7 separate regions of the Mus musculus genome follow, and regions 2, 3, 4, 5, 6 and 7 are each linked to region 1. The links are chromatin contacts, called in public HiCAR-type and HiChIP or PLAC-seq maps. All regions are on one chromosome and are shown on one strand. Each heading gives the region's core, a stretch centred on a gene start, on an enhancer-like site or on the middle of the called end of the contact. The rest is flanking DNA. Distances are from core to core; before and after follow the strand shown. Region 1 holds the start of Marcks (myristoylated alanine rich protein kinase C substrate). Region 2 holds the start of Fam229b (family with sequence similarity 229, member B). Region 3 overlaps Lama4 (laminin, alpha 4). Region 4 overlaps Lama4 (laminin, alpha 4). Region 5 overlaps Lama4 (laminin, alpha 4). Region 6 holds the start of Lama4 (laminin, alpha 4). Region 7 has its middle 57 kb from the start of Lama4.

The links. HiCAR-type assays count read pairs that join an accessible place to other places. HiChIP or PLAC-seq counts read pairs in DNA pulled down with a chosen protein or histone mark.
Region 2: a contact with region 1 is called in a HiCAR-type map of astrocytes, with 12 times the contacts expected there. The contact joins the promoter of Fam229b here to the promoter of Marcks in region 1. A contact is called at or near these places in 6 of 39 promoter capture datasets (the C10 cell line, cranial neural crest, embryonic stem cells and 2 more), 1 of 484 Hi-C or Micro-C datasets (B cells) and 8 of 115 datasets of contacts at active chromatin or transcription factors (astrocytes, bone marrow-derived dendritic cells, differentiating embryonic stem cells and 5 more).
Region 3: an H3K27ac HiChIP or PLAC-seq map of epiblast stem cells shows a contact between it and region 1, with 11 times the contacts expected there. The contact joins the enhancer-like site here to the promoter of Marcks in region 1. A contact is called at or near these places in 13 of 39 promoter capture datasets (the 3T3-L1 cell line, the SN4741 cell line, cranial neural crest and 7 more), 3 of 484 Hi-C or Micro-C datasets (cortical neurons, embryonic fibroblasts and embryonic stem cells) and 13 of 115 datasets of contacts at active chromatin or transcription factors (the NIH/3T3 cell line, differentiating embryonic stem cells, embryonic forebrain and 6 more).
Region 4: an H3K4me3 HiChIP or PLAC-seq map of neural tube shows a contact between it and region 1, with 25 times the contacts expected there. The contact joins the enhancer-like site here to the promoter of Marcks in region 1. A contact is called at or near these places in 11 of 39 promoter capture datasets (the 3T3-L1 cell line, the C10 cell line, the SN4741 cell line and 7 more), 1 of 15 datasets of contacts at CTCF or cohesin (large pre-B cells), 10 of 484 Hi-C or Micro-C datasets (B cells, CD4 T cells, adipose-derived mesenchymal stem cells and 6 more), 19 of 115 datasets of contacts at active chromatin or transcription factors (the NIH/3T3 cell line, the SCID.adh cell line, T-cell acute lymphoblastic leukemia and 16 more) and 1 of 9 other capture datasets (adipose tissue).
Region 5: a contact with region 1 is called in an H3K27ac HiChIP or PLAC-seq map of SST interneurons, with 24 times the contacts expected there. The contact joins the enhancer-like site here to the promoter of Marcks in region 1. A contact is called at or near these places in 5 of 39 promoter capture datasets (3T3-L1-derived adipocytes, the SN4741 cell line, cranial neural crest and 2 more), 1 of 484 Hi-C or Micro-C datasets (embryonic fibroblasts), 9 of 115 datasets of contacts at active chromatin or transcription factors (SST interneurons, cardiomyocytes, craniofacial prominence and 6 more) and 1 of 9 other capture datasets (adipose tissue).
Region 6: a contact with region 1 is called in a HiCAR-type map of astrocytes, with 8 times the contacts expected there. The contact joins the promoter of Lama4 here to the promoter of Marcks in region 1. A contact is called at or near these places in 7 of 39 promoter capture datasets (cranial neural crest, embryonic stem cells, frontonasal cranial neural crest and 4 more), 1 of 15 datasets of contacts at CTCF or cohesin (large pre-B cells), 3 of 484 Hi-C or Micro-C datasets (cardiomyocytes, embryonic fibroblasts and uterus) and 7 of 115 datasets of contacts at active chromatin or transcription factors (the NIH/3T3 cell line, astrocytes, embryonic limb bud and 4 more).
Region 7: a HiCAR-type map of astrocytes shows a contact between it and region 1, with 10 times the contacts expected there. The contact joins the enhancer-like site here to the promoter of Marcks in region 1. A contact is called at or near these places in 4 of 39 promoter capture datasets (cranial neural crest, hippocampal neurons and liver), 1 of 15 datasets of contacts at CTCF or cohesin (large pre-B cells), 1 of 484 Hi-C or Micro-C datasets (embryonic fibroblasts) and 5 of 115 datasets of contacts at active chromatin or transcription factors (the NIH/3T3 cell line, astrocytes, craniofacial prominence and 2 more).

The regions. Positions count from the first base shown.
Region 1 is chr10:37,137,661-37,140,209 of GRCm38.p6, reverse strand. It overlaps Marcks (myristoylated alanine rich protein kinase C substrate), which reads left to right and starts at 1,284. Exons shown (of 2, transcript NM_008538.2): 1 at 1,284-1,776. The coding sequence starts at 1,675. It overlaps 5930403N24Rik (RIKEN cDNA 5930403N24 gene), which reads right to left and starts at 678. Exons shown (of 3, transcript NR_166104.1): 1 at 1-678.
Region 2 is chr10:39,132,630-39,135,178 of GRCm38.p6, reverse strand. Fam229b (family with sequence similarity 229, member B) reads left to right here and starts at 1,273. Exons shown (of 5, transcript NM_183254.2): 1 at 1,273-1,356. It overlaps Tube1 (tubulin, epsilon 1), which reads right to left and starts at 1,156. Exons shown (of 12, transcript NM_028006.2): 1 at 1,072-1,156; 2 at 900-973; 3 at 139-191. The coding sequence starts at 1,096.
Region 3 is chr10:39,105,765-39,108,313 of GRCm38.p6, reverse strand. Lama4 (laminin, alpha 4) reads right to left here. Exons shown (of 38, transcript NM_010681.4): 37 at 2,233-2,352. Among named protein-coding and RNA genes, the nearest start is that of Fam229b, 27 kb to the left of the region's middle. Within about 2 kb of position 1,278, at least 12 of the 459 cell types and tissues checked have an H3K27ac peak or open chromatin away from gene starts, as enhancers often do. A contact at or near this core is called in differentiating embryonic stem cells, epiblast stem cells and stem cell-derived epiblast-like cells, where this site is marked.
Region 4 is chr10:39,042,577-39,045,125 of GRCm38.p6, reverse strand. It overlaps Lama4 (laminin, alpha 4), which reads right to left. Exons shown (of 38, transcript NM_010681.4): 9 at 2,434-2,545. Among named protein-coding and RNA genes, the nearest start is that of Lama4, 78 kb to the right of the region's middle. Within about 2 kb of position 1,270, at least 18 of the 459 cell types and tissues checked have an H3K27ac peak or open chromatin away from gene starts, as enhancers often do. A contact at or near this core is called in neural progenitor cells, neural tube and oligodendrocyte precursor cells, where this site is marked.
Region 5 is chr10:38,994,661-38,997,209 of GRCm38.p6, reverse strand. All of the region lies in intron 1 of Lama4 (laminin, alpha 4), which reads right to left. Among named protein-coding and RNA genes, the nearest start is that of Lama4, 30 kb to the right of the region's middle. Within about 2 kb of position 1,274, at least 51 of the 459 cell types and tissues checked have an H3K27ac peak or open chromatin away from gene starts, as enhancers often do. A contact at or near this core is called in 3T3-L1-derived adipocytes, the SN4741 cell line, SST interneurons and 3 more, where this site is marked.
Region 6 is chr10:38,964,231-38,966,779 of GRCm38.p6, reverse strand. Lama4 (laminin, alpha 4) reads right to left here and starts at 1,265. Exons shown (of 38, transcript NM_010681.4): 1 at 631-1,265. The coding sequence starts at 825.
Region 7 is chr10:38,907,215-38,909,763 of GRCm38.p6, reverse strand. No RefSeq gene overlaps it. Among named protein-coding and RNA genes, the nearest start is that of Lama4, 57 kb to the left of the region's middle. Within about 2 kb of position 1,278, at least 106 of the 459 cell types and tissues checked have an H3K27ac peak or open chromatin away from gene starts, as enhancers often do. A contact at or near this core is called in astrocytes, where this site is marked.

The DNA.
Region 1 (2,549 bases), core at 35-2,534:
CTCTATCCCCTCTCCCTTCCAGATACATTAAATCAACGCCTGGTCTTTCACACACTAAAAGCGTCTGGTACTTCGGTGGCAAGGGCTGTAGCGAACGAGAGAGATATCCTACACACCGCTGTAGAGCTTTGCCTTTAGCCTGGGTTAGACGTGGAGTCTCCAGGGATTTTCTTTCTGTCTCTCAACCTTGCAGGCGATTTCTTCTGAGACTAGGACTCGGTCTTTTAGGATTTCCTCGCTGTTGCCTCTCTTCCAGGAGCACACTTGATGCTGTGCACAGACAAGTTCAAAATGAGAGTCCCTCCGATGTTGGCAGCAGGCTAGGAAAACAACCCGTGTCGACGAGAGTAGCTGCCTCCCAACTGTAAATATGGATTCGTACACTCAAGGCTCGGTCTAGTTTTACCACAGAGGAAAATTAATGATGTCGTTTCTTACAGTGATAACATGCTAGCAAGTTTCGATCTTCTGAAAATGGTCCTCACAATGTTTTGTGGAAAAGTGATCGGTAATTGGAATAGTTGGAGAGACGCGATTTGAGGTGCTCCAAGGACCAATTTCAAAATATTTTATTTCACGCCTCTAGGAGAGAAAGGAACGAGCATGGCTTAGGCTGTTTGCTGTTTTTGCGTTTCCCACATCTGGCCTACAGACCTAATTCCAACTGGAGATCTTGCTAGATGAAATTCGATCTTCGTGGTTTAAATACCTTTCAGTGTGGGACGATTTAACAATTGCAGCAGTTTTTTTAAAAAAAGAAACACCCCCCCCCAAAAAAAAAAATCCTTGCGCACTATCTGTGAAACCCTTATGGAGTGCGGAGGGAAAAAATGCTGCTAGCACACAAATCCTACCCATTGTCTTTAACACTCGTATACACACTTATACACGTAAACACACGGGAAAGATGGGGGAGGGGAGAGAATGGCTAGAGACAGACGCGGATATAGACCGGCAAGAGTCAATGCGAGTCAAGTTAAAGCTTTCTCCGCCCCCATCCATAAGTACCCCCTCCCGCGTTAATTAATTCCAAACAAAGCAAGCCAATCAAGACATGCATTATTATTTTCAGGCCGAGGGAGACGAGAAGCACGTATTTTTTAATTGATTTATTTATTTGGAAGACATTAATTCTTGGTCTGAGGCTGATTTTCAAACCGTTTGCAAAGCGCGGCTCCATTGTTCGCCCGGAGCGCAGGCCCCGCCCCCTGCTTTGTGTGCGGCGCGCGGATTGGCCAGCGCGCGCGGGGGCCGCGTCAGCGCCCGCGAGCCCATTCATCTGTGCACTTGGGCGTTGGACCCCGCATCTTATTAGCAACCAGGGAGATTTCTCCATTTTCCTCTTGTCTACAGTGCGGCTACAAATCTGGGATTTTTTTTTATTACTTCTTTTTTTAAAAAAACTACACTTGGGCTCCTTTTTTGTGCTCGACTTTTCCACCTTTTTCCCTCCTTCCTGCGCTGCTGCTTTTTTGATCTCTTCGACTAAAAATTTTTTATCCGGAGTATTTAATCGGGTCTCTTCTGTCCTCCTCGCCACCCCCACCCCCTCCCTCCGGTGTGTGTGCCGCCGCCGCTGTTGCTGCTGCTGCTGCTCGCCCCGTCGTTACACCAACCGAAGGCTCTTTGTTTCCTCTCTTGGATCTGTTGAGTTTCTTTGTTGAAGAAGCCAGCATGGGTGCCCAGTTCTCCAAGACCGCAGCGAAGGGAGAAGCCACCGCCGAGAGGCCCGGGGAGGCGGCTGTGGCCTCGTCGCCTTCCAAAGCAAATGGGCAGGTAAATTCTACCTGTGGTTCTTGGCATTTCTTGGGTGTCTTTCTCTAATCTGGACGCCTCGTCTTCCCTCTGGTCGCGCCCGAGATGCATTCGAGGGAGGGGAGCCTAGCCAGATTCTAGTCTGAAAGTTGAATGGGTAATGATAGCCTAAATTGTCAATTTTTCATAGGAAGGGTACCCTCCACCCCCACCCCAAAGGAGTGGTTCCTAAGGATCCTGGCCAATTCTTGAGTAGACCGGAGGAAGAGTGATAAATCGTCTAAAATGGCGTGGTTTGGAGATTGGCTGAACGTGACTAGTTAGATGCACCCCCCCCCCAACGCCCCTCCAGGTTGCATTTGTATTTGGGGCCACAGTGGTGTTTGGGTGGCTCACGTATTTATTGTCGAGATTGGGTCGTCTTTGAGATTTCTGGTGTGGTTGTGTGTGTGCGCGCGCGTGTGTATGTGTGTGTAGGAAGGGGGGAGCCAACGCGGATGGCGGTGGAGAAAGGCAAGCTGAGAAGGCTTGTCTTATTGTATCCAGAGGCAGTATGCCTCGGGTTCTTGGAAAGGTGGCTGGTTAGAGCCGGACAGGCAGCTTTTCCAAGTGCCTTTGCGATGGCCCTTCCCCTCCCCCTTTGGTAGCTGTGTAATTACACACCCATATGACTTTTCAAATGGTATCCTGGTGTGGTGGGAATTCTCAGTGGGTTTTTGAAGACCCTTTCCTGCCTGCCAAGAAGGGAGCAGTTCTGGTGTTTTGGTCTGGACTGTTCGTGTGAGTGGCACCTT
Region 2 (2,549 bases), core at 24-2,523, 2.0 Mb before region 1:
TGAAAATGGGCTATGAGAATACGCTTTGATCAGAACAGCAGACACCGTCCTAGCTGGCAACTGTTTCCTTATCCTCTAAGATTCTGCTGACAGGGAAAGGAGGCGTCCTACCAAGCGGAGACAGACTCACCCACTTACCTGGTATCCACATTCCTGAAGAAGCTGCTTATAGCGTCGTCATAAATTCCTTTCTAGAAACAAAACAAACTATAGCATTTACGTTTATTTTCTCTAAAACCCTTTTAGCTGTAGCAACTCTACAACGCTGAAGGGGCTCTAAGAAAAAGAAACCTAGGTCGACTCTTCCAATTACATCTAAAGGTAAAATGCCAAGAGAACCCCTGACTAAGTTTAACAGTGATGAAAAAAGCACACCCTGTAGGATTATACAGCTGGTACTCCAAGTGGGAATTTCTTGGGATTCTTGGTCGTTTGATGTATTTACCTACTTTATAGTGCTTTCATCTATAGCATCTACTGTCTTTCAAAACAACAACAACAACAACAACAACAGGAGGAGGAGGAGGAGGAGGAGGAGGAGGAGGAGGAGGAGGAGGAGGAGGAGGAGACTGCTAAAGATCAGGGAAACTTAAGACCAAACTCCTGACAAGTGCCTTCTGCCTGTGACTTACAGCAACACGTTTAAAAAGAAACTAGCCACGACCGGTATGAGAAGATCCTATGCAATTTATGGTACTGATTAAAAAGCCCAAGTAATCTGGGCATGATAGTGGTAGTCCTGGGGATGCAGAGACAGATGGATCGCTGCAAATTCCAGAACATGATCTACACAGCAAGTCCCAGGTCAGCCAGGGCCCCGTAGCAGGATCCAAAGCACCCCTCCCCAAACCTCATGTGAACTCTGGCAGGCCCGGGTGACAGGCAGGAGGGGCGGGTACCTGGTTGACCGCTGCGTGCTCCCTCAGCGCCAGGTCCCAGAAGCAGCAGCCGATCTGGTTCCCGCACTGTCCGACTGCAGCCAGTAGCGAGGAAGAGAGAGAGGTGCATTAGGAAGGCAACCAGGTGACTGGCTCCGCAGCGACCCGGTCCCCGCGGACGGGGGTAGCTCACCCTGTACGACCACCGACTGGGTCATTCCGCCGGGAGGACCAGCAGGAGCACTCCCGCCCAAACTCCCGCCTTAGCTTTCGAGCTCAACGACGCCCTACGAGGGGCGGCCTTAAGTCACGTCGCTGCCGCAAGTAGCCAATGTCGTAATGCCCTTGTTTCTTTACGGCCAGGACTTCTGCGCAAGCACATTTGCGGCTAGCCGTTACCATAGCGACTGGGCCTCCGGCAGGTAAATCCTAGCTGCCCTGTCAACATCCTTGAGCATCTGCAGCTCCGGAGGCCCTGGTAACTGACGGGTAACTAGGTTTCAGAGAGGCATTTAAGATAAGGGACTTTAACTTTGATCACGGGCTTTGAGAGGCTCACAGCCTAAACAGCCAGGACAGTGGGTCCGATTTCTCAGGATGATGCCCGCTAGTGTCGTTATCTAACAGAAAACGAATGTGGAGGAACACAGAGACACCCCAGACAAATAGGCTTATCTGGGAACAAGGGAAGCTAGGTACACTCCGACCAAATACCACAGCTAAGTTCAGAGGCCAAAGCGATGCACTCTTCAAACTTAAGATTTCTGGATAATTCAAAACATCTACACAAATCCAACTTCCAACAGCCGGCAATGCCATTGAAGATACACTCGATGCACTCAAAAGATATGACCTAAAATATTACATGGCGCTGACAAGGAGAGCCATAATATTCAATGAACAAGGGTCTAGGAAAAGAAAAGATGGGTTAAAAGTTAAGGCGTTTGATTTGATGTATGAACAATGTAGACGAGATTTTTTAAAGGCAGGGGTGGGGCACGAAGTTCGAAAGGGGAAAAAAAGGTTATTTTTCAGAAATTGAATTTTTACTGGGCAAATTAAATGAGGCTTTAATTAAGAACTAAATTAAGAATTTAGGCTGGAGAGATGGCCCAGTCAGTAAAATGCTTGTCTCTGAAGCACGGGGACATAAATGCAGACCCCAGCACTTAACAAAAATCTGGGAGCCTGTAACTCTAGGCTTGGAAGGCTGGAGAAGGGAGATCCACAGAGTCTAGCTGAAACTGTGAGTGTCAGATTCAGGGCTCAATAGGAGACAATGTCTTACAAAGTAAGATGAAGGATAACTAAGGAAAACACTTCATGTTTCACATCTTGTTTCCATAAGTGTGCACACACACAAATCCCCTCACTAACTTTAATGCTTTAATGAAGTTAATATTTTCCACAGAAATTCTGAGAAACTACAAAACCTTTAATCTTCATTTAGCAAAAGTTAAATTATACTTGCTATTAATTTGTCATGATATGTAATATGATATATAACATGATAAGAGCCACAATAATTGATTGATTGGTTAGAATACCTTATTCAGCCGCCAGGATACAGCTTAGTTTGTTATTACACAGTTTTGAAAGATGTGAATTTTGACGTTGTAGTGGGGTGTATGTATTGCAGAGGCCTTTCCATGTTTCTCTTTGGGTGTCTTA
Region 3 (2,549 bases), core at 29-2,528, 2.0 Mb before region 1:
CATTATCTCTCTCTGCCTTATGTTTTGGATGCAGGCTCTCTCCTCAAACCCCAAGCACACTATTTTGTTTGCAGCCACAATATTGACCTATTGATGCCCAGGGATCCTCCTGTCTCTGCTGCCCTCAGTGTCAGAGCTACATGCACGCTGTGGGTAGTACTAAGCTTTTATGTGGGTACTGGGATCTGAACTCCAGGCCTCCCTCTAGCTTCAGCATCAAGCGCTTTAATGTTCAGCCATTTCCCCACCTTCTTAACATAGAATTTTAAGAGAGAATGTTTCCAAGATCAAATGAAGGCTTGACACAGTGGTATTGTGTGTATCCTAGGGAGAAAGGTTGGAAGAAAAGGGCAAGCCCAAAGGATCAATAAGAAACTAGGTTGGAGGAAAAGGAGAAGCTGTTCCATGGAACGGTACTTGCAGAAAAAGGAGGAGCAATATTTGCTAGACATAGAATCCCCAAGTCCTTGTGGGAAGGTCTGGAACTTCAGGCTCAGGTGCTACAGGGAGCCCAGAGGCAAGGGCAAAGAGGCAATGGGTGAGTGCTTTGTTTAATTTAACCCTGTGTGCCCTGGGAACCTGTGAAATAGCTGAAGCTGTACCATGATGTCTAGGAAGGAAGCAATGTGGAGAAATAGTACTGATATGCGACAGTTTTCACGGGAATAACATGAGGTGCAATGGTGGCCTTTACTAGAGTCCCTTTCCGAATCAAAGCCAGAACAGAGGCAGAGGACCGGGGGGATACTGGCGTGAGTGCCTGTGTGAAACACAAGAGGGGCTTTGCTTCTTGAGGGTCTTAACTATGCCTTTGGCTCTCAAGTTACCAGTGCTGGTAATGCTGGTTTCTAACTGTTCCATTGCTCTGAAGAGACACCACAACCAAAGCGACTCTTGTAAAAGAAAGCATTTAATTGAGGCCTGTTTACAGTTTCAGAGGTTTAGTCCGGTATGATAATGGTGGGAAGAATGGTGGCATGCAGGCCGGCATGGTGCTGGAGAAGTAGCAGAGAGCTTTATATCCTGATCCTTATGCCGCAGGAAGAAAGACAGACTGGGCCTGACACAGGCTTTAGAAAACTCAGAGACACCTGCCCCCAACACACACACACACACACACACACACACACACACACACACACACACACACAGTGGCTTACTTCCTCTAACAAGGCCACACCTCCTAATCCTTTGCAAATAATGCCTGGTGACTAAGCTTTCAAATATTTGAGCCTACGGAGGCCATTCTCATTCAAACCAGCACAGCTGGCGTCTGAAAACATCAGCATAGAAAGAAGAGGCACACTTGGTTACTACAGCTTTGAGAGCACACAGGGTAAGATGCTTGACTTTATATGTAGATTTTTCTCTTTTTAAATTATTGACTACCTTTATATGATAGTGTAAAAAAAAAAATCTAGTTAGGAGATTACTTTCTCACACAATTCCAGATGAGAAGCTTAAATATCTCCATCTTATAACCCCCTCTCTAGCTTTCACTTTCAACTTTCCAAACTAGAGAAATACATAAAAACAGTATTCAGCATTAAGGCAATGGTTGCTATTCTAGGGGTATAAAGTAATTGCAGGCGGCCCACAGGTGCCTTCTCACTCTCCTGAATGAGATGACATTTTGGCAGCTGTTTACAGAACTGTAGCTGGAAACCTCTCTTAGGGAATGCTATTCTATGAGAGCAACATAACCTATGGTCTGCAGCTGTTTTCACCATTCAGACTAAGTCAGGGCAGGGGAAACACACACTCTTTCCTATTGTGTAAGGGGAGATATTGTCAGTGAACTTTCAATACTCAACGTTCTCGGGTCCTATGGCACTACCATTCATAAGTGAATTTTCTCTGTAGTGTTTGTGTGTGTGTGTGTAGAGGATATTTAAAGGGGAAGGATGAGAAGTGGGGAGAGAGAGAGAAGGAGAGAGAGAAAGCACAGCACTATGGAACCGCACATCTGTTGAGCATACTTTTATGTATTATTGATCTTGAATGAAGAGTTAAAGTTTTGGTACATTATTTTTGTTTTTTTTTTTTTTTAGTGTTGGGATCAAGTTTACTTCTTTGCTGCTCTTTCCTATTAAGGACAATGGCATATAAAACCCTTTGAGTTATTAGGTGAGTTACGAAAATACAAGGCTCACTTCTTAATATAACAACAGTGATAAGGGCTTACTGGGTTTTTCTGGATTCAGAAGTGTGTACATTCTCAGAAGCGCTTACCTGGAACACCTCCAACAAACACAGGCTCCCTGTGATCAACTGGCTTTGGATTCAACGGCCCAACTACATGGTTCACTTCTGAGTCTACATCCAACTGAACCACGTTTGAATCTCTAATAACTGAAAAGCATGACAAAGACTGGTTATATGTGATACCAGGGTAATTTTTACATGAAATAAGTTATCACAACACCAACACATTCCAGAATAAAAATCCCCATACTCTTCTATCATTGAATACAGCAATAATGTCGAAGCATAATTACTGAGTAATTATAGCGACATTTTCCTTAGACAAGGGGACAATCAGATTCCAT
Region 4 (2,549 bases), core at 21-2,520, 1.9 Mb before region 1:
TCATGTGATCATTTTGCTCATATTTTTTCTGAATAATATATACATTATATGTTATATACATATTAAAGTCATATATGTAGACACACACATACATATAACATGATTTTTCTATTTGCCTTCTGTGGTGAATATTTTTAAGACTGGGCCATTTGACTTCAAGGTTTGTCCTACATCTGATGTGAGCTGAAGATTTTAGAACCAAGGGGGCATTGAAGCTTAGAGGGATTAGGTAACTTGCCTAAACACTGGCATGTAACAGTTCTTTCATGCCCTCATTCCTATTCCATATGATCAGAGGAGAAGCTGAATGGGTCCCTTGTTCTCTGGGAGCTCTGGGAGGAAGTGCTTTATCTTCCTGGCATAATGAAATTGTATGTCTGTGGTTCATCATGATCTATGTGGTTGGCCAGATAAGATGGGTGACAAACACTGGCGTCACATAAATCACACCAGGGTGAGGAGTTGTATTTTATGTGGACACCAGCTTGAAGGTCGCTGGCAGCTATTTTAGAGATGGTTGGGAATGAGAAATGATGTACTATCGATGCAATGCAGTGTTCTTGAATTTTGAAAGAAGGGACATAAATGGGGATAGATGGTTTTAATGCTCCAAACATTACTGTGAGTGTTACAGGGACATCAACATTGCTAACCCCTCCAAACCCCAAGTATCAAAGCTTTAAACATTCACTTTTCATACAAAGTCTAAAATACGATTTATTGAAATAAACTAAATGTAAACCTTAAATAAATCAAACACACCATCCCCCACTCCCACCTTCACCCCAGGTTCTGGTGGGGCAAAGCTGAATTAGTTGGCATTTTGATGTAAATTCTGTTCAGTCTCAGGCTGTTTTGTTTTAGCTATGTCTGGGACAGATTAGCACTGTATATATACAGTGACACTTGTGCCTTTGTCTTTGGAGACTATTCATACATTATTTTAAAGAAATGAAAACTGATAAAAATTAGTTTCCTTCTTCCCTTTCCTTGGTATTTTTTTCCTCTGTCTTTTCCCATGACCAAAGGACAAGTAAGATGGTTCAGACTCTTTTCAAAGGAAACACCTAATGACCAAGGCCTGGTTTGCTAAATAGCAAAGGTGAATACTTCCTCTGTCTGGCTTAGAAGGCTCTTGACTTTATCTGCTGCCTAATGGGGCATTTATTTCTCAATTGGATAAATACGAGGGCATATTTCTAGGTTCTGTCTCACTGACTGAACAGATCAATAGACCAATGCTTTAGGAAAGGAATACGTTATCAGTAAATGCAAACACATGAGCTTGGAGGAAGGCAGCAGGAAGTCTGAAATGCACGCCACTTGCTTTTCCTGTGCTTTACAGGCATCCAAGGAAGCGAAGCAAAGATCAATTTTGGCTTTATATGTTCCTTAGCCTAGAATATGCTCCTGGCTCCTCAGTGCAAAGATATGAATCTCTCACTGTGAGTCTCTTTACTGTCACTGTGCCCTGAGATGCATTTGGTATTGACACCTAACTCCTGATATGTAGCAAAAAAAAAAAAAAAAAAAAAAAAAAACCCATGGAAACAAATAGCAGATCTTCGCTGACTCTAACCCGAGGAATGTCTCTTTATCCTAGAACAAATGCAGTCTCTTTCTGTTGGGAAATTGAAGACAGATTTCCTGCACTGTTAAAACACTCTTCAAGATGCAGCCTGCACTTAGTGGAAATCAGAGCTCAGAAGAGTGGAATCTTCAGCAGGACGGGTAGATCCTGCCACAATGCTTTAGGACACGGAATCACTCACAGGCCTTTGTCCCTTTGCTTTTGGGTTGCAAACCTGAGCTACTAACTTCTCTGCTGGTCAGTAAGGAAGAGCATCACAAACAGCCAGAAATTATTTGGACTGGTTTGCTCTAATTCTCCTCACCCCCACCCCTGCCTCCCATATTTTTGATACAGGGTTTCATAGCATGACCCAAAACTAGCCTGAAACTGGCTATGTGGACCAGGTTCATCTTCAACTCACAGATATCCACCTTCCTCTATCTCCCAAGTCCTGAGATCAGAGGTATGTACAGCCACACCCGACATGGTTTATTCATATACCAGAGACATATTTGAGGGCTTCAAATAATTGGAAAAAATGTGACTCCTACTAAACTCTTTCAGTTTAAAGACACCACATTTCCTCTGGTAGAAAAGGAGTGTGGCATTAAATGTAGTGGAATGCCTTGAAAGAGTGATTGTGTATATTTATTCTTGAACACTGAGAGATACATAGGAACAGGCGTTTAGAAATCTTAACGTGCAAAGTCACCATGAAGACTGTACGGAAGCTAAAACCTGTAGCCATTTGAACAATATGCTCCTGCACACAGCAATCCCTGACAATACCTGTTATTCAATTGTCAACCACACATGGATGTTTCCTTGACATGAAGTTAAACAAAAGGGAAGATACTTACCTTGGATTTTGTCCCTCATGTTGTGGGCTTGCTCGACAAGATGGGTTGCTTGGTCAATTGTATCCATGCTTTCCTTCTCAACCAGCATACCCTTTCTTGAGGCTTGACTTCCCTAC
Region 5 (2,549 bases), core at 25-2,524, 1.9 Mb before region 1:
ATTATAGATGCTATTGTTTCCAGAAGTCATCAGTTCATGATATCAATTATTTAGTAATGGGATTACAATGAGTTAAGATGAATTTTAACACGCAATGCAATGCCATTTGGACAGCTGTTTTCATTCTTACTCTCACTTGAATAAGTCTTGTGGACAATAAGACTCATTCGTATACTGTAGTGGTTTTACTAGGTTTGGCCCCCATAAAGTCACATGTTTGAATGTTTGGCCCATAGAGAGTGACACAATTAGGAGGTGTGTCTTGTTAGAATCGGTGTGGCCTGGTAGGAGGAAGTGTGCAGCTGTGGGGGCGGGCTTTGAGGCCTTACGCTCAAGATTCACTCAATGTGGAGGAGGGGAGTTTTTTTCCTGGCTGCCTTCAGATCAAGATGTAGAACTCTCATCTCCTTCTCTAGTACCATGTCTGCCTGGCTGCTGCCATCATGATAATAATGGACTGAACCTCTGAAACTGTAAGCCTGCCCCAATTAGTTATCCTTTATATAAAAAGGTTGCCTCAGTCACGGTGTGTCTTTACAGCAATAATACTCAAACTAAGACATACACATAAAATAAATCAATGTAAGACAAACAACTTTAAAGCATTTTCTTTTGAAGAATAGTTCAGTCTGCATCCTTCGGGTGTGGCAAACTTGTAAAGTATTTGGAATTATTACATAAATCAGGTACCGAGCTAAATACTGAGATTTCATGCGAAACATTCATGGAAACACCACTGTGCCTCCTAAGTACATCACAGGGGAGAAAGTTAACTGACCACAGGCATCACTTCTGCCAAGACCTAAATATCTGGACTCTTCAGAATTTCTATTGAAAAGTCTGGTGAGTAAATAATTTAAATGCTCTAATGCAGCTCTTGAGATCTAAAGTCCCTACTTGCCCATTAAAAACAACAAAGCAGCAAATCGATGGGATTTGGGAAGAATGTGAAGGGGCCAGCTGAGGATAGGAGACTCATCTTGAGGTCTCTAAGTAGATGAACCAATGACCTGAAAGGGCTGAGATAAGAATCTCCAGCTGCAGCAAATGACAGTGAATTGACTATGATAAAAATCCAATGACAAAGTTCCTGCTCTCCAGCCCTGGTGCCTATGCTCAAAGGATGTAACCACTAATTGCTAATGACACTTGCATGGTGTCTGTATCCAAGGATCTCCAAACATTTCATAAACATCAGCATGACTTCATCTCCCTTCCTGAATTAGACGTAGACTTCTGATGCATCACTTTTCACTGCAATTAAGAGACTTGAAGTAGAAGTCTAAATGTATTCATTGGTATCCAGAGTTGTTGCTAGTTTTTGCTTAGGTCTTTGTATGTAAATAGCAAATCTATCTTCTTGTTTTCAACCAACAATGTTTTGACTCTAATTTCAATGTTAATGAGCTCTGTTTTTTGTTTAAATATTCAAATTATTTTAGGAAATGTATGATCAGCAGCAGCACAAAAATAAATAAACAAAACAAACAAAAAGCAAAAGGAACCAAACCTAAGCTCTTTCTCCCTCAGTGGGATGAAACTCTAACTCAACGTCTCTGTGCTCCTTCACAGACCAGTTTGCATCTGCTTACAACACGGACAGACTGAAGAATGAGATAGCTCTGTTTGTGAAGAACTAGTGGCGTTCGGTACAACTGCATGTATTCAAACACATCAGTTTAGATTTGGCAGTAGAGGAGTGACTCTAGGAACAAACTAGTAGACAAAGAGGAATTTTATAGATTTTTGTTGTTGTTTATAACAACAAAACAGAGAAATATCAGCAATGGGAAGCTGCTCCAAGTCAAGCAACTGACAACTTTTGGTTCTCTGTATCTTTTTGTTCAGATGAGGTTCAATGTGTTTTTATTTTTCACATATAAAACCATTGGCATGGTACCAGACGGAGTTATAACTATCTTCTGCAACGTGTTCTGCAAGAAGTTGGAGGGTTGATTGATTTTACTTGAATCTGGAGCAAATTACCCTCATATCCTCCCTTGGGTGTTTCTAAGCACTTGCTTGTGTAATTGAAATTCCCTGCATCTTAATAGGTGAAGTTAATTTTTATATTCTGACAGTGATTTCACCATTGCTTGATTAGGAGAGTGGTTTCAACATTCCTCGGAGATATTTTTGTTTTTCATCTCAAAGGCATTTGTTCTGACTGCCACAGCAAAACAGAAAAAGTGAATGTAGACAGAGGAACCTCCCAAGGGGTTCTTAGAGCTTCATGTTTGAAGTTTAGGGCCCATGACCACAAAGCCTTCTCTAGTTCACAAAGCATTCTAGCTCTCAGTTTGTTCACGAATGAGATGTCCACAGTGATTCAGAGGCCCTGGAACTCGGATCTTAAGCCACGCCCTTCGGTTAGTTGAATGAATACAGTTACTGTGTCATTCCTGCTTGATCTACGTGTCTATTGCTCAACCTTCTTGGTTTGCTATTGGATATTCGCACTGTTGGAAACCATTGATCCCCTTCCAGATTTCAAGGAGCTGCCATCTGTACCCTCTGCATCAAATATTTATTAGGACTACAGACATCAG
Region 6 (2,549 bases), core at 16-2,515, 1.8 Mb before region 1:
ACTGAAAAGTCTCTTGATATATAAAAACAGTAGCTCACTGAATAAACCTTAGACCAGTAGTATATCCTGATCAGCTTTACTTTGGGAGTGGAGCTTGACTTAATCTTGCTTCTGGATTAGAATGGTCTGCTTTTGTTTAAGGTATCTGCCCTGAAATTTTCTAACAGCTTCCTTCACAGACAACCCCCACCCCCAGCACCCCAGCCTTGCAGAAGACCTTTTGTTTAGTTTGAGACAGGATAGGTCTTTTTAGTGATATTGCTCTCATTGTTCAAACAGCAAAGAGGAGCAGGGAGACAGAGAGGGGGCACTTACAGTAAGTGCCAAGGTTTGACAAAATGGCTATTGGAACACACCAAAAGACCACCACTGCATACTGCATACATTTCTCATGTAGTCTAACAGACCCACGCAGACATGAAGGGTACTCTCACTGGAAGCCTCAACTTTCAACTGACGTCCAAGTCAAACTTTCAAAACAGAGCCCTTTATTTCAACTGAGGAGACCTAGCCCAGATGAAAGCCTAGGTTATCAAACAGATGGGGAGAGAGAAAGAGGATTGTGGCCCAGCCCATAGACACGGTAGACACAGGTGTGGAGCGGGTTGGCAAAGGCAGGGGGTACTGTACCTCAGCAGCAGGCGGCAGGCGTCCCAGTGTCACGCCTGAGTCGCTAGTCTCCGATGGGTCTTGCCTGCCGACCACTGCGCTCCCCTCGATGTCAAAAGGAAACGCATTGCCGTCCCCTGACGCTGCGTTGGAGCAGACAGCACACCAGAGGAGCCACAGGGCCAGGACTGAGCACCAAGCTGTGCTCCAACCCATCTCTCTGCAGATATTCAACAGGGCCCTTCCTGGAGTGAAGGACCTGGAGGTCTTGGTGGGTACCCCCTAAGAGATGCAGTGATGCCTGGTGTTTTGTCTTCTCTGGACCTGCGGTATTTAGATCCAGGAGCCCAAGTTGCAACTTTGTTGTATTAAAGAAGAGGGAGTGAGAGTCAGCGTGGTCTCTTCTCTCTCTCCTGCTTGTCTTTCGCTTCCATCCACCTCTCTCACTTTGTCTCCGGTCTCCCGCCGCTCCTGAGACTTGGGTTCTGGGACTTACAGATGGATGGAGCTAGCGCCCTGTGAACATCAAAAGGCAGGGGAGCAGACTGGCATGAGCGAGGCGAGCGCTCCTGGCCACCTCCTCTCCCTGGCGGCTGGGACTGAGGTCGGCGCGGCTCTGGCTTCCTTCCCACACTCATTCTCACCACTCCCTTTCCACCTTCCCCTTCCAGGCCCTCCCACTTCAAGTTGGCTTTCAGACCCCGAGGTCAGGCCTTTCCTAGACGCCGCCTCCCCCTCCCCCTCCCCCTCGCAGTTTGGAGTCTCTCCAAGGACTCGAAATGAATATTCAGCGTTCCTGATTGCTTCCCCACATCCCTTATTTACGCAGCCAAGGCGCCGGATGTCTGATCTATATTTATATAGATTTGTATGTGGCCCCCACTAGTGTACAGGAAAGTGGGTGGAAAAAGGATTCCAGGGGCGGGAGGGAACCTGAGGTAGATGACCTCAGGAGCCAGAGGCATGGTGTCCATTTCTGGATGCGTTCTCCTCTCCTTTTCTAGGGATAGCCTGTGGCTCTTCACTGGCCACTCCTCTTCCTCTGTGGAGTCCTCACCCAGAGGGCTGGAGAGAATATCTTTCACTACAGTACTAGAAAATGACTTCATTATTGAAATGCATGAACTTTTATTTACAAAGAACATCTTGTTTTCCCTAAAGAGGTGCTTTGTGAAGGACCCAGAACAAGGCATGCAGTGTATGAGCCTGTCGAATATGCGACCCACAGCTCATAGTAGCCCGACCTCTTCCTCTTGGCCTGCAATCTCATGCCTACAACATTTGTCTGAATCATGCAACCTTTCCAAGGCTTCCATAGAACTCAGGCTGCAGTTACGCTGGGCTGCCCTTGAGCTGACTAGTATCCACTGCCAGTGATAGGTGCCTTTATTTCCATGGGCTTCAGGTCAGAGCTTTAGGTATCTCTGGAGGGAAGGCCCCAAAGTGCTTAAAAATGATCAGATGAGCAAGATAGCCATATAATGACACTCAGGCCAGTTTTAAGGTATTGGGAATTATAATTACACAGTAAGGCAACTCTGTGAACATTATCATGAGCCCCATTTCACCGAATGGGCTGTTGGCTCTAAAGCTATACACATAAGCAACTGTTTATTCTCTACCATGTGCCAGCCACTTTCCACACATTTGTAAACACCACAGCATTCTCGCATAGTAGGGCTTTTATTTCCTTGCTGTGGAAGAAGAATGAGCGATTCCCCAGGGCCACCCAGCTGATAGAAAGCTGAATTGAAGCTTAAATATGAGCCTTCTTGGCCTGAAGCTCTGATTCAAGTTTGTAACACCAAAACTGATAAGATAAAGCCTGAGCTGGGACATAGAGATAGTGGGGGTGGGGGTGGGGGGTAGGTGGTCTCTTTCACTTTTGGAGTGCTTTCTATGCACCAACAGTTTGCATGAGTTATTTTATTTAATTTCAT
Region 7 (2,549 bases), core at 29-2,528, 1.8 Mb before region 1:
ATAATTTTCAACCGCAATCCAGTTTTACTCATTTCTAATCTATCATAGATGCCCTTTCTATAATCTGGAGTTTCTTTTTACCCCACTGCTGTCTTGAATTTCCTTAGCCTCTCTATATTGTTCAGCACCAAAAAAAGCATTTTTCTAAACTTATATTGCTCTATATTCTAGTTGCCAAATGCTGTAAAAAGCCCTGCTGTTTTAACTTTTCTCTTGCGTATGCTATTTAGCACCTGTGTAAACCTATGCAGCTGTGCTCAGCTATGTATAAATGTTTGCTTCTGCCATATTTATTATGTGGCTCTGTGTCCAGCCAATCACTCTATTAAATCATAAGCTTCCCAGGGCTAAAGATCATACTTTCTACTTTTGCAACAAGTCCCTATTTCCTTCTGAGAACAGATTTCCAGAAGGCTGAGATGTAAACACACAGTGTTACTTTAATAAGATGTCAGGGACATGTTCTCAAACATTGTGTTCTTCTTCAGGGCATTATTCAAAAAAAAAAAAAAAACCAACCAATTTTAGTGATAACAAGCATCTTATAGAAATATTCAAATTGGGGGCATTCAGTTGGTGACTTTTCATATTAAAATATTAGAACAGGTCTATTATTTCTCCTTAGAGAAGTAAACTTACCTCCAGAGAGATAAGTGTTATGATTCTCCCATTTTGCATTCAGGGAAGTTAGGAAAGATTTGAGAAGGACCCACCCAGAAAGGTTTGCAGCTGGCTCAACACTACCCTGTATTAGCTCTGGTGTCTTCCACTAAATGAAGGGGTTTTCCAGATGAGCTATAAAGATATTCTGATACCGCTCTTCCTGCTCTCTCTCACACACACAACATTCCCTCCTGCTTATCTTCAAAGAAAAGGAAGTTCTATTACTATCTAGAATTTGCTTAGTGGAGATAAATAAAGTGAACTGCAAGGGTCTTGGATGGTTTGTAAGAAGCGGGAGTTGGGGCAAGGGGTGGGGGGAGTGAGGGAGAGAATGAAGAAAATATCTCCTTGGTGTTTGCCTTCATTGCTCCTGTTCTCCAAAGAGCCGACAAAGCATTCCCTCTCTGATAGTGAAGTCTCCAGCTGGTGTTTCCATTTCAGAGGGTTGCATTGCGGTTCTAGAGCATGGACAGCACTTTGTTTTTGCTTTCTTGTAGCTTTCCGCTTTCTCTCCTCGGCGGCTGTATTCTTTTAGATTGAGTCACAGGCAAGCATCTTCCAGGCTTGGTGAGTGGGCCCTCGCAGCCCTGCTGAGAAGGCCGGCTCTCAGCAAGCTGCAGGCAGCTGGTGGGGCTCTGCTCTTTGGCAGCCTCTCAAGTCTGCCTGCTCCTTCTGGAGCACACAGTCTCTGGTTGCACGTAAAACATGCTCTCACAATTAAAAGCTTCAACTTGGTCCTTCCAACTGTGAGACTCTGGGAGTCTCTCAGCGCTGAGTTGAAGAGGATCCAAGACCTTCCCAACAGAGTCAGGATTACGCTGCAGTTAATCTTGTAGAGCATTCTTACATTTGTTCTGCTTTACCACAGGGGTACTGAGATCTTTCAAGTCACAGGAACAGCTCTGTGCTGTAATGTGCTGGGGGAGCTGGGAGGGCCCTGGGGATAACTCAGTTTGGGACTTCTTAAATATCCGAGTTCTAGAAAGGAAGGGCTGTGTTGCAGACTCAGTTTGTAATTCTGTGTTCTTAAAAATGGCCTCCCTGCAGGACTAGGTACATCTCTCCCCCTGAGGCAGCACAAGGCAGCCTAGTTAAGGGAACGGGTTCCATAGGCAGACAACAAATTCACAGACAACCCCTGCTCCAGTTGTTTGGGGACCTGCATCAAGACCAAGCTGTACATCTTTACACATGTTTGGCTGACCTAGGTCAAGCCTGTGCTTGCTCTTTGGTTGGTGGTTCAGTGTCTGAGAGCCCCCAGGTGTCCAGGTTAGTTGACTCTGTTGGTCTTTCTGTGAGGCTCCTGTCCTCTTCCTTCCCTCAATTCTTCCTTTAATTCTTCCACAAGACTCAATCCATCCACCTACTCTTCCATAAGACATCCAAGTTCCATCTAATGTTTGGCTGTAACCCTCTGCATCTCTTCCCATTGGCTGCTGGGTGGAGCCTCTCAGGGGACCGTTACACTAGGCTCCTGTCTGTAAGCATAAGTGAATATCATAAATAGTGTCAGGGTGCGTGGCTTCCCCTTCTCAGAGGAGAAGTGGTGGGGGTGGGGATGGGGGTGGGGGGTGGGAGGACCTGTGTGAGTGGAAAGAGAAGTGGTACTGACATTGGTATGTAAAATGAATAAATGATTTAAAAATGACCTCCCAAATTGCCTTCAGGATGCTTAAAACCTTGTTCTGTCCTTGGCCAAGAGACTTTCTGAGCAGTAGCTCCATCTATGGTATAGATTCTATATCATGTTTGACTGGCACATTTCTATTTATAAGAAACTAAAACCTCTTGATGTTAAATTTTTGAAAGAGTGTACGTAATGAAAGCTTTTATTTGAATCTGTATACAGGAAGCAGTTTTTCTTGAAGTCATTAGTATTCAGTGCT